3 separate regions of the Triticum aestivum genome follow, and regions 1 and 2 are each linked to region 3. Evidence: chromatin contacts called from public Hi-C data. All regions are on one chromosome and are shown on one strand. Each heading gives the region's core, a stretch centred on a gene start, on an enhancer-like site or on the middle of the called end of the contact. The rest is flanking DNA. Distances are from core to core; before and after follow the strand shown. Region 1 holds the start of LOC123080261 (peptidyl-prolyl cis-trans isomerase FKBP15-1). Region 2 has its middle 19 kb from the start of LOC123076450. Region 3 holds the start of LOC123080260 (transcription factor bHLH77).

Region 1 (3,648 bases), core at 164-2,663, 180 kb before region 3:
TCAATGTGTTGTTTTAATATTTATTCAAAATAATGTTGAAAATTGGTTTCTAGTGAAATTGGAGGCTCATGAGTTCCTCACTCTAGTCACGAATTTTCTTTGAGACCCTTTCAGTGTTATTTCTTTCCCAGCTATGTAGTATCAATTTATTTATTTATTTGAATTGGACTCCATATGTTCTTGCTTTCCCACTATTTTTTCCACAATCACAAAGCGTCGATGGTGATTTTTTATACATCAATGCTGACTTAATGGCCTATTAGTAACCTATAGTCAGAGCACCGTGTATCCCAGGGGTAGCGCAGTTACAACCCAATAGCAGGTTTGTTCATTTATTCGCTCGGCTTGCTTACTTTATTTTTTTATTTTTTTGTATTTTTAAAAATATTCTGAATACATATATTCAAAAAATATTTAAAATTAGAAAGCATTCATCACACATTTTCAAACTATTCCCACAGCGTAAACAATGTTCATGCAACTTCTAGAAACATATGGGCCATTTTAAAAATGTTCGTGGCATTTGAAAAATGTTCATGTGTGTCAAAAATATGTTCATCGTTTTTTTCAAAAAAAATATACAACGTATTTAAAATATACATATAAATAGAAAACGGTTTGTACCATTAAAATAAGTGGCATTTAGAAAAATTGTTCACACCTTCAAAAATATGTTTGTTCACTTTTGGAAAATTGTTAACACAAAAAATAATGTAATTTGAAAAATATATCTGTACCCTTCAAACCAATGTCCAAGGTGTATTTTTTTAATATTATTCAACATACCGTTCAAATATGTATTTGAAAATAAACATATACAATGTAAAAAATATTCACGTAGTTTACGAAAATGTTATGTGCAATTAAAAAATGTTCAATGTGTATTGAAAAATGGTTAACATGTATGTGAACAAAAAATGATCAAAACATTATGGAATTTGTATCAGAAAAATGTATGACATTATATATTTTTAAACATTATGAAGTGTATTGATTTTTTTTACATTATAGATTTAAAAATATATATTACTTGTATAAGAAAAATATTCATGTATGTACAAAAAATGTATGACATGTATTACAAGAAAAAAATGAAATAACCCAAAAATGGAAAGAAAAAATGCATGGAAAGTTGTACAAACCGGTATCATTTTTAGAACCTCCCAAAACTACGTCGGCTCCATTAAAACCTGACAGTAAGTGAGATATAACCCTAGCATCCAAGGCCCATCCATATTGAGCCGAAATCCAAAATGGGCTGGACCGTTATGTCACGAATGTATGATGGCTTCCAATTGTATACAGCCTCAATTGCTCAAAAAAATGTCTCAAAAAAAGAAAAGTTGCTCAAAAAAAATTGTATACTGCCTCAAAAAAAAAGTTTCCATTTGTACACGCGTGTGTATAGTATAGTAACGCGTAACGGTACCCGACTTGTAGTCCCGTCCAAACCGTATACGATCCAAAGAAACTGTACCTCGGCCGCTGACCAGGTAGGGATTGCAGGGAAGAGCGATGGGGACGAAGAAGCCGTGGCTCCTCTGCCTCGCCGTCGTTGCCATCGCGGCCGTCCTTCTGACCGGTAAAACGCGGGCCGCAACCTAACCTCCACCTGCTCCATCGACCTGTTGCGTCGTGTAAAGATATGTTCTGTTTTTCTCTCGATTTGGTTTTGCTCACTCGGTTTTTCGATCTGGTTCTCCAGCTTCGGCCAAGAAGTCCGCGGATGTTACACAGCTCCAGATCGGCGTCAAGGTCCGTATTCTGCAGGATTGTAACCAAACCGCAATCTCTGCTGCTCTCTTGTATTACTTTGCTTTGTGTGCTTTCTGTGTTCCGGCGGATCTGAGATCCTTCAGTGCAGAGTTCAGGAAAAGGCTGGGTTGGATGATGCTAGATTGCTAGGTTTGGGAGGTTTGCAGATCCGCAAGTGCGAAATAGGCTGTTGTTCCTTCACACACAGGGCGTGAGATTCAGGCTGCAGTTTGTTCACTAGAGCTAATTAGTAAAAATAAAAATGCGGCGAAGCTAATTAGCAATTTACTCGTGTAATCTTAAGGAATGTTGTTTAACCAACCAGTGTGTGCTTTTATATTGATGTATTAACAAGAAGCCACGATGGATATCTCTCAGAAGTAACATTCGATCTTCTAAGGAATGTTGTTCCAAACTTTCAATACTGTCCAAGATCCCTTCTGTGGGGACTTGTCATATTACACAGGATGTAAATTAAAAGCTGAGCGGAGAAGTGGACAACCTTTGTTTTCATGATTCTTCTGCTATGACAAACAGAAAATTATGTACTTACTGCTAAGGTTCATACATTATTTTAGAAATGGAATATCCAGTATTCAACCACAAACCAGAGTGTGGTATAGGGGTGTTCATCACATTTTGTCCATACCATTGAAGCATGCGCGGTAGTACTCTATTAGTTGTCATAGGCTGTATTTTTCCCTGTCTGATGTTCAACTTTGACAGCAAATTCCTGTATTTGTATTTCATTCATAGCTATGAAACTAGTTACAGGAAAGTGCTTTTGCATGCAAATTTAATGGTATGAAGCTTATACTTATAACATAACGCATGTACTGTTGGATTAGTTGTTGGCCAACTCATGGGTTTGGACAGTCAGGATACGCGCTGCATTTGCAACAGAGGAGTAATAATTTTGAATAGCATTATCAGATACATAGAAGATTTAGATGTACTTAGATGGTTTGAATGGTTTAGAAAAAAGGCTGATGAACACCCTTACTGTGGAGGGTAGAGATTTTCTGTATCTTTTTTTTAGAAAGTGAGATTTTCTGTATCTACGTGCCCAGCTTTCAGTCACTCATTAAGTCTTAATCTACAATCGTGCAACATTCGATTTATAAAGTTCTAAGGCAATCGTATACAGGTTATGTTTTCATTCTTATTACATTCCAATGATAGTATCACTGTGACTTCACATGACACTGTTTTCTTTGGCTCATCCTCTTTTCAGTACAAGCCTGAATCATGTACCCTACAGGCTCACAAAGGTGACAAGATTAAAGTGCATTATCGTGTAAGTATTTGACCGACACTTTTATCTGAAGTCAGCAATCCTATTCACTTATGATACTTGATAGTACTCTAGTCAAAAGAAATAATGACTGTAGCTAGTTATAACAAGCCTGCAATTCCAAGTCTCAGAAGCAAGGGCCACTGAGTTTCCCTTACTGTAACCTTCCTACTGTTCCTTCCAATGACTTTATGAACAACATAGTCCAAATGTACGATACATACTCTCATGTGTGCAGCAACTTTATAATGAATCAGTTGTGATAGCTATTTAACGCGATGTCTCTTAACATGAACCAGTTGAGATGCCTTGCAGAGAAAGTGAGAAACATCATGGCAGAGTGACCCTAGTAATTTATGGCCTTTATTGCGTTGTTTACCTGGTTTGTTTGTCATGTTTGCCTGAAAGAAACTCTTTGATGCTTTTCCTGTAGCGATTTGTCTCCACAGTTTTGTCATTCAGCTGAAAGCTTGACTATGCTGCGTGCAGGGGACACTCACTGATGGATCAGTATTTGACTCTAGCTATGACAGAGGTGATCCCTTCGAATTCACTCTTGGGAATGGGCAGGTGATAAAAGGTTATTCTCTTTTCCTGGA
Region 2 (3,888 bases), core at 491-2,990, 130 kb after region 3:
CGTTGTCGTACACCCACCGACCCACGGACCAGTTGCACTCCTCGCCGGAGCCCCTCACGGCCTCGCCCATGAGCTCGTCCGTCCACTGCACCTGCGCCTCGTGGCGCCCGGCCGCGGCCACCTTCACCTCCTGGTGCCGGTGCTGCACCGCCAGCTGCACCTGCGACTCGTGGCCGCGGTCGAACAGCAGGGAGACGGTGCTGACGACGATGAAGAAGGCGACGAGGGAGCTCACCACGCCCCGCAGGCCGACGACAGGGGACGGCGAGGACGTCGCCGTCGTTTGCGTGTGTCACTTTCAGGATATGATATTTAGAAATCAAGCAACGGAAAGGCGGTGTACAGGGAAAGAAGTCTTTTAGATTAATTGCTTTGTTCCTCACCTAATTAGCATTCAGAATAAGCTAATGCAAAAGCCAGCGTTCTAGCGCTCGGTTTCCGACCGGAACGAAGGTAACTCAACTTTTCTTATTTGTTTTGACGGGATCTCAATCTTCCTATTAAGCAAACCTGTGTGTCAGGAAAATTAAGGAATGCACCTGGCCCCACCCCGTTGAAATCAGGGGGGCAGAGAGATTTATGGAAGGCAATGCTGAGGCCCACTTGTTTAATTTATTGCGGCAGAGATTTATGGAAGAAAAAACTGGGTCCCACTAATTAATAGAATTAACTGGAGGAGAGGATATGGATTGAGCGTTGCAACGATCGCCCGCAAAGGAGCGTTCTCCCTGGTATAGAGGCCCCCTGATTGTGAAGTCCAGTACGATCATTTCAAAATGGCATTCATAATTCTCTATTAGTTGATGTAGTACTAGTAGTGCTAAACAACCTTAACTGGTACGGTCACATCACTATATATGTATATTTACATCAATATATTCATCAATCAAAGTTTATCTAGTACTTATCTGTTACTGCCGTCTACTACTTAAGTAGTATTTTCTGATCAGTCAACACGTCTTAACGTGTGTTAATGAGTGGGATTTAATTCAGGTGAAGGTGGGTGCAGGTTGATTAAAGAAAACGGTAGGGGGGTTTCTGCAAAAGTGAGTGTGCTGGCCGGTCCAGCCACCTGGCTGCCAATTGTCGAGCTGTGATTGGCCTGGGACTAAATCATCACATGAGGTACAAGTTGGGGTATGGTGGAGCTAAGTTTTGCAAGTTTGGGATGCAAGTTAGGGTATCTGGGGTGCTATTACCTCTTTTTGTTGGCTGATGGATGGACAGATGGATGCCCGCAGGCCGCAGCAGTGGCTCTCGACGTCTGCGTGCATGGCTGGTTGGAGAAGAGAGGAGGAATGGCAGGAAAAAGGAGGTCTCGCAGCATCCACGAGAAAACGAGCATGGCCGCACATGAAGAGGGCAGAGATCGATCATGGTAATGAGAAGATATCCACCCACAGTAGCAGTGGGCAGTGGCGCTCCGTCCGAAACGCAAGTCGCAGCAGGCCGGCGATCAGCCTCGTCGCAGCTGGGTAATGCTCCGTCCCCGTCTCCTCTTGAACGCCTCGCCGTCCGTGCATGTTTTTCGCGGCGATCACGCCACCGGCTCTCTCAATCGGCGTCTCCTCTGTGTAAATGCATGCCTTCCGTGTCGCTGTGCCTCTGCAGTGTGTGGCGTGGGGCCGGGATTAACAGGGTCGTTTGTCGTGCTTGTCCGTCAATCCGTGGCGTGCGTGCGTGCGCGCCTCATTGTCGTCGATTTGGCATGTTACGCGCCCGTTTCCTCAATCAGAGGCATCCTTGGAGGGATCCTCCTCTTTATCATCATCATACTACTATCCTCCGCCACCGGGGCGACTATACTAGTATAATTCTTAGAATTTCAAACGTGTTTCGGCGTTTGTTCGGATGCCCAGGGTGGCTGCACTGCACGCAACATCGTTTTGGGCTTTTTGGCCACAATTTTTGACTGGTCTGACTAGTACGTACGTGATGGATCTCTACTTCTCTACTCTCTACTACTTATAAAAAACAAATATGATCATTTCTAAACCATCTCACAAAAAGTACATAGATCCATTACCACCGCATGATTAAAGCCCACTAAACTCAATCTAACGGTTAGCCATAAATCTAATCCATTATCTGTGTGCACTTAGCAATTTTAGTTGGCTGACCGTACTCCACCGGAGAGCGAAACTCCACGCGTGATCAATTGGAAAACTATAATCACGGGGGCATTCTGTTAGGAAACCAATTACACATGCATCCATCCTATGAGGAGACTATCACGGGCACATCTAAATAAATTTAGGAAACTAATCGCGAGTTGTCTGCTGCAACTACGCACGCGTGCCACGGCGGGGGACGCACAGAAGGAGGTTCGGCTTCCTCGGGGCACGCACGTGCCGTCGCCGCCATCATCTTCTGCTTGGAGGCCAGGACGCTCTTCTGCCGCGACTGCGACGACTCCATCCACGTCCAGGCATCGGCATGCTCTCCGGCAACCATCGGCATCCGCGCCGACTTCAGCTCCATCCGTAGCACCCACGCCGAAAACCCACCCACCACCGATGCCCTCCAACTCCAAGCCGACGTCCCCAGGGCGGCACTGATCTCGGCCGCGATGCAGGAGTTGTCATCATCGCCGTTCCTGCCATCATCCGGCTGGGCCGTCGAGGACCCCCTGCAGTTCTCCGTACGTACACCGTCGAGGGCACCGAAGGTGTATCACAAATCAATCAGGTGAACCTTGCACTTTTGGCACTTGGTGGTGGGTCAGATCTTTTTGGTCTGCAATTTGATCGACAAACCAATCCTCCTCTGATGCATACTAGAAACAGTTTTGGGGACATGAAGAAATTGCTATTCCGGAGTTTAATTAATCATTTGATAATTCCTTTGGGAAATACATGTGATCTAAGCACTAAAATCATTCCAATTATATACATATAGGAGGAGTTCAGACTGATTGAAAGAGTGTGTTTATTCAGACATGCATAGTTAAAGAGTTAATTACGCTATTAGTACACAAACTTGCATGGTGCGTACAAATTCATACATAAAGTTGAAAAATGACACAAATTAAGCCTACAACTTGTGTTTGAGGTACATTTATATACATTTCCGTCCGTGACAGTTAACTCACTGCTAACTTTGCCTACGTGACACACCAGCGAGGCCAGGCCCGCACTCTCTTATTTATGGGTCCCACCTATAAGTGAGAAAGAGAAAGAAAAAAGAATAATGTAGCACTGTTGCTGCCTAAACTCGATCTCAAAAGCTCCCGCATAGGGGGTGTTGCACAAGCCAATGAGCCGCTTTCTGTTTGCTTAGTTGCATTTAGATACACATGTTTATATATCTTAGGAAAGGTCTGGAACAAGAGATTTTCACATTCTATTATTTGAACCGGCAGAATTGTTTTATCTACGTTCAAGAATTTGTTTCTTTGTATTCTACTATTGAACGAGTCTGAACCATCTGAATACTTTTTTTTGTAAACCGGGGTAAAAACCAGGGCACTGAATAAGCCATACGCGTGCAGATAAATTATAATAAAAATTAGTCCACATGGATTTTGATACGATCCTAAGTCGTTACAGTAATCGCCTTCAGGTTTGGCCCAATAACCATCACACCCAAGATACCGTATTATTGTCTAAAAAAATTATTTATAGAAAATATTTTCTAAAAAATAATAATTATAGAAACTGGTGGTATTTGATCTCTTTTTATTTAGTGCCTAGAAACAAGTTGATTGACCAGTAGACCGGCGGTCTGACCGGTAAAAATCTGAACCGAAAGGCTAGTCGGCTCGGTTTCCAAAATTATGGGAGAAGAAACGAAAAGCTCTGGAAGTGATATAGACATAGGTACCTACTTCTACTTCTCACGTCGGCTGCAGTTGCTGCGCAATTTTATTTTTCTATTTATTCTTCTTTT
Region 3 (3,807 bases), core at 1,232-3,731:
CATGGGCCGGCAGAAGGCCTGGTCCACCGGGTGCATGGCGCCCTGATCGTCGCCCATGCCGCCGCCGTCGGACATGCCGCAGCCGAGAGGGTCGCCGCTCCCCTGGCCCATGTAGGGGAGCGGCGCGCCCGACGCATCCAGCGGGAAATGCGACGAGCCCTGCTGCAGCTGCCCACATGACTGCTGCTGCATCTGCGATCATCAGAAGCGAAATCAGTCAGAGAGGAAGGAGGCGCCTGATGCGGCAATGGGAGCATGCATGCATGCATGCATATGGTAGATGCTTTGTCCTCACATCTTTGGCGAGGAGGCTGGGCAGGTTGTTGAAGTCCAGCTGCGGGTTCACCGTGGCCAGCTTCATGGACAGAAACTGCAAGCAAAAGTTGAGAAGAACGGCATAAGTTAGTTCAAGATGGCAATTCGTGGGGTTTCTGCATCTGTTTTTGGTTGACAATGGGCGTGTATCGGTGTATATTTGTGTACCTCGACTTGCCGCTGCAGCGACTGCACGTAGTTTATGATCTCGTCGAGCATGACGGCCTTGCCCACCACCTGAAACAGGCAAACATTTTTCCGGGTTTCAAATCTGGGCACACCCAGCGAGCTATGAAGTCTGAACCTAATGAGGTACTCCCTCACTCCAGTGAGGTGACAACAACTGCGAAATGATAAGTGCAGAATTGTATGCAGTAATAGTTACTCTACCTTGTTGCAGCCGGGCACGAGGTCCTGCAGCAGCTTCATCCGCTGGCTGATCTTCTCTCTTCTCACCTGCGCAGGAGAAGGGAAAGCAGAGCATGAGAAATGAATTCTAGTCTACCATGAAAATGATCATCAGTCCTCTCGGCCAGGAATGCAGGCGAGAGAAGAGGCCGGGAATTGTACCCTCTCGGCCAGGCTATGGCTGTCCGTGGCCTCGCCGCGCCGGGCCCGGACGTGGATGAAGTCCTTGGGCGGCTCCGGGAGCTTGGAGGCGCCGTCCTTGCCCTGCTTCCTCCCGCCGTTCTCGCTGCTGCTCTGCGCGGCCTTCCCCTTGCCGGAATTCTCCTCGGCGTCCTCCATGGACGTGGACTTGCAGCGCTTCGACGCCGAGTCCTCCTGCACGGCGACGACGGTGGTGCTCGTCGGGTGAGATCGACGTCTATCGCTCGCTCCGGCGTGTCACTCAAGCGTAAATGAGCGGAATTCTGTTCGCGCGCGGCGTACCTTGGCGAGGAGATCCTTGGCGGAGGTGGTGGACACGGAGGCGTCCTTGCCCTTCCCCTTGCTGCCGCCGGCGGCCTTCCGCTTCCTCGCATTGCCGTCGGAGGCGCCCTTGAGCGCCATCCCCGCGCCGGCCGACGCCGGATCGGACACCGACGAGTCGTCCCGGGCGCTCCCGAGCTCCAGCTCCTTGAGCGCGCCGACGGGGCCGTCGTCCGGGAGGCCGAATTGCGGCGGGCCGGCGCCGTAGCCGCCGCGGGCGTCGAAGCCGGAGAGCCTGGCGGCGCGCTCGGCGAAGCCCGGGTCGGCGAGGAACTGGTCCAGGGAGGCCATGGGCATGAGGTTCTCCAGGGTGGGCAGGCCACCCACCTGCGGCGGCGGCGGCGTCGGGTAGTGGTGGTTGTGGTGGCGGTACTGGCCCATCATGGAGAGGTTGAGCTTGGTGGGCGAGCCGAGCGGCGTGCCGGCGCCGTAGTGCTGCTGCGGCCGCGGCGAGATCCCGTGGAGCGCGAGCCCCTCGGTGGCCGCCGCGGAGCCAGAGGCCGGCGAGGGGCGGCCCCCCGCGGACGCGTCCATGGAGCTGTCCCAGTTGAGGTTGAGGAATCCCGCCGTCGCCGGCGGCAGCTGGTCCGGCGGGCCGCAGTTCATCTCCCGTCCTCCCCCGCCGGAATTCCGCAAAGATCCGTCGCCGCTCGCCGCGCCCAAGAAACCGCCCGGATTTGGAGCCCACCCACCCACCGGGAAGGGAAGAGAGGAGCGCCGTGCGTGCGTGCGGTGCGGTGCGGTGACGGGGCGAGAGTGACGCTGGCCCCCGGCACCAACACGAATGGAGCGAAGAAAGAAGCGCGCGAGGGAGGCAAGTAGGTTGAGCAGAGCAGAGAGCAGCTCCCACCAAATCCCACTACGGGCGAGCAGGGTGGTGCTGAGATAAGGCAAAGGCAGGAGCTTTTGGTGTGCGTGACAACGCACGACTGAAGGAGGGAGAGGGGGAGAAAGTGGGGGGTGGGAAAGAAGCACCTAAACCAAAGCGAAAAGCTCCCACCGCAGGCGAGCGAAAAGCAGAAGCCGGGACGAGGTTGTGGGAGGGAGCGGTAGAGTATGTGCGCGTGTATGATATTGATATAGGTCCAGGATGGCATGGGTCAAATTGGACGGGCCATGGGCATCATCGCCCCGCCCCACCCTTTCCTGCCATGAAACCAGGGAGGAAGAAGCACCGCACCGTAGAGAGCTCGCCGAGGGCGGGGTTAAAAGGGCGGTGACTGACGACGATTCGTTGCATTCGGTGAATGATGACGGGAACATAAAGATATGCTGTGCTAGTAGCAGCACGGACAAACATGGCGAAATTTCTGAACCTGATAAACAAATTGTGTTACGGTTGCTTGCGCCCTGTTTTTCTGAGCCTGGGATATTTTCCAAGTTTTCATTTCAGTCGAGAGGTGAAGGCGATGGTCCCTGATACTAGCCACAATGGGTAGTAATATAGAGTAGTCATGTTACTACTCTATGTTACTACCTCTATAGTGGGGAGTAACATATGTGTGGTAACATGCAACACTTCATTTATTATGCTATAGACTCATCTTGTCTTGATACGTGTGATGTTACTCATACTAGTACTAACTAGTTATGTTACTACATGTCTCTCTTCCTTCATTTATTGCTTGCCACATCATCTATTTTATCTAAATATATATGATGTTACTACATATGTTACTTTCATTGTGGATAGTCTGACGGACGGAGCTGCCGCTGTTGCGTTGGCCTTGCCCGTGGAATCGAGGGATCCACGAACCAAGGAAGAAAATCATATACGACCGGGCCGTACGCTCCGAACAGAGCGACCCACTCCATCAAGCACCACGTGGATCCCTGAATCTCAAAGCAACCACTCTCATCTTCTTCCATGTCTTCTTCCCCAACGGGCCATCTTCCTGTGTTGCAGCGCCGCCATACCGCATACACTAGTCGTTCCTGGCATGAGTCCGAGGCTCCGGGAGGCTCGCCGGCGACCTCGCGGAATTGGTGCTCACCTGTTTCGTGTTGCCTTCTTGCACTCGGTAAATCCATGTTGCCCTGTTACCGCTGCTCCTGCTCATTTTCTTGGCGCTCCTCGCCGGCAGCGCACGCGGGCGCGGCGGCATGCCTCTTCAACTTGCTCTCGCCGGCAGCGCACGCGGGCGCGGCGGCATGCCACCCATACGAGACCTAATCGCGCTGCCAACCTTGTTCCGGTCTTCGGGAACCTCACCGTCGCTGGCATCCTCCGCGCTGCGTGGCGGCTGGGACGGCGTCGCAGCCGTCGAGCAGCCGGAGAACGAGTGGCACAAATCGATACGGCGGCGCTGCAGGTTGCAGCACAAGCCTGACGGGGAAGAAAATAGGAGTGCTGCTTTGAGATTCGTGGATCCACGTGGCGTTGGATGGAATGGGTCGCTCTGTTCAGAGCGTACGACCCGGTCACATATGATTTTCTTCCCGAACCAATCATTAAATCGTGGAATGGGGCGCGAGGGGACAGGCGACGCTGCTTGGTATTTTGGGTTGGATCCTACCGCTGCCAAGCACCACCGGCTCCTAGCCTAGCCAGCAAAACGAGGA

Evidence for each region. Hi-C and Micro-C count contacts between places; a contact is called where the count stands out from the background.
Region 1: a contact with region 3 is called in a Hi-C map of leaf, with 4 times the contacts expected there. The contact joins the promoter of LOC123080261 here to the promoter of LOC123080260 in region 3. A contact is called at or near these places in 2 of 5 Hi-C or Micro-C datasets (leaf and root) and 1 of 1 datasets of contacts at active chromatin or transcription factors (leaf).
Region 2: a Hi-C map of leaf shows a contact between it and region 3, with 2.3 times the contacts expected there. The contact joins the enhancer-like site here to the promoter of LOC123080260 in region 3. A contact is called at or near these places in 2 of 5 Hi-C or Micro-C datasets (both in leaf).

What each region holds. Positions count from the first base shown.
Region 1 is chr3D:529,737,913-529,741,560 of IWGSC CS RefSeq v2.1, reverse strand. LOC123080261 (peptidyl-prolyl cis-trans isomerase FKBP15-1) reads left to right here and starts at 1,413. Exons shown (of 6, transcript XM_044503172.1): 1 at 1,413-1,582; 2 at 1,706-1,755; 3 at 2,990-3,052; 4 at 3,539-3,629. The coding sequence starts at 1,516.
Region 2 is chr3D:529,419,108-529,422,995 of IWGSC CS RefSeq v2.1, reverse strand. No RefSeq gene overlaps it. Among protein-coding and RNA genes, the nearest start is that of LOC123076450, 19 kb to the right of the region's middle. Within about 2 kb of position 1,740, at least 1 of the 8 cell types and tissues checked has an H3K27ac peak or open chromatin away from gene starts, as enhancers often do. A contact at or near this core is called in leaf, where this site is marked.
Region 3 is chr3D:529,554,912-529,558,718 of IWGSC CS RefSeq v2.1, reverse strand. LOC123080260 (transcription factor bHLH77) reads right to left here and starts at 2,481. Exons shown (of 8, transcript XM_044503170.1): 1 at 1,207-2,481; 2 at 886-1,098; 3 at 706-771; 4 at 484-552; 5 at 296-370; 6 at 1-192. The coding sequence starts at 1,851.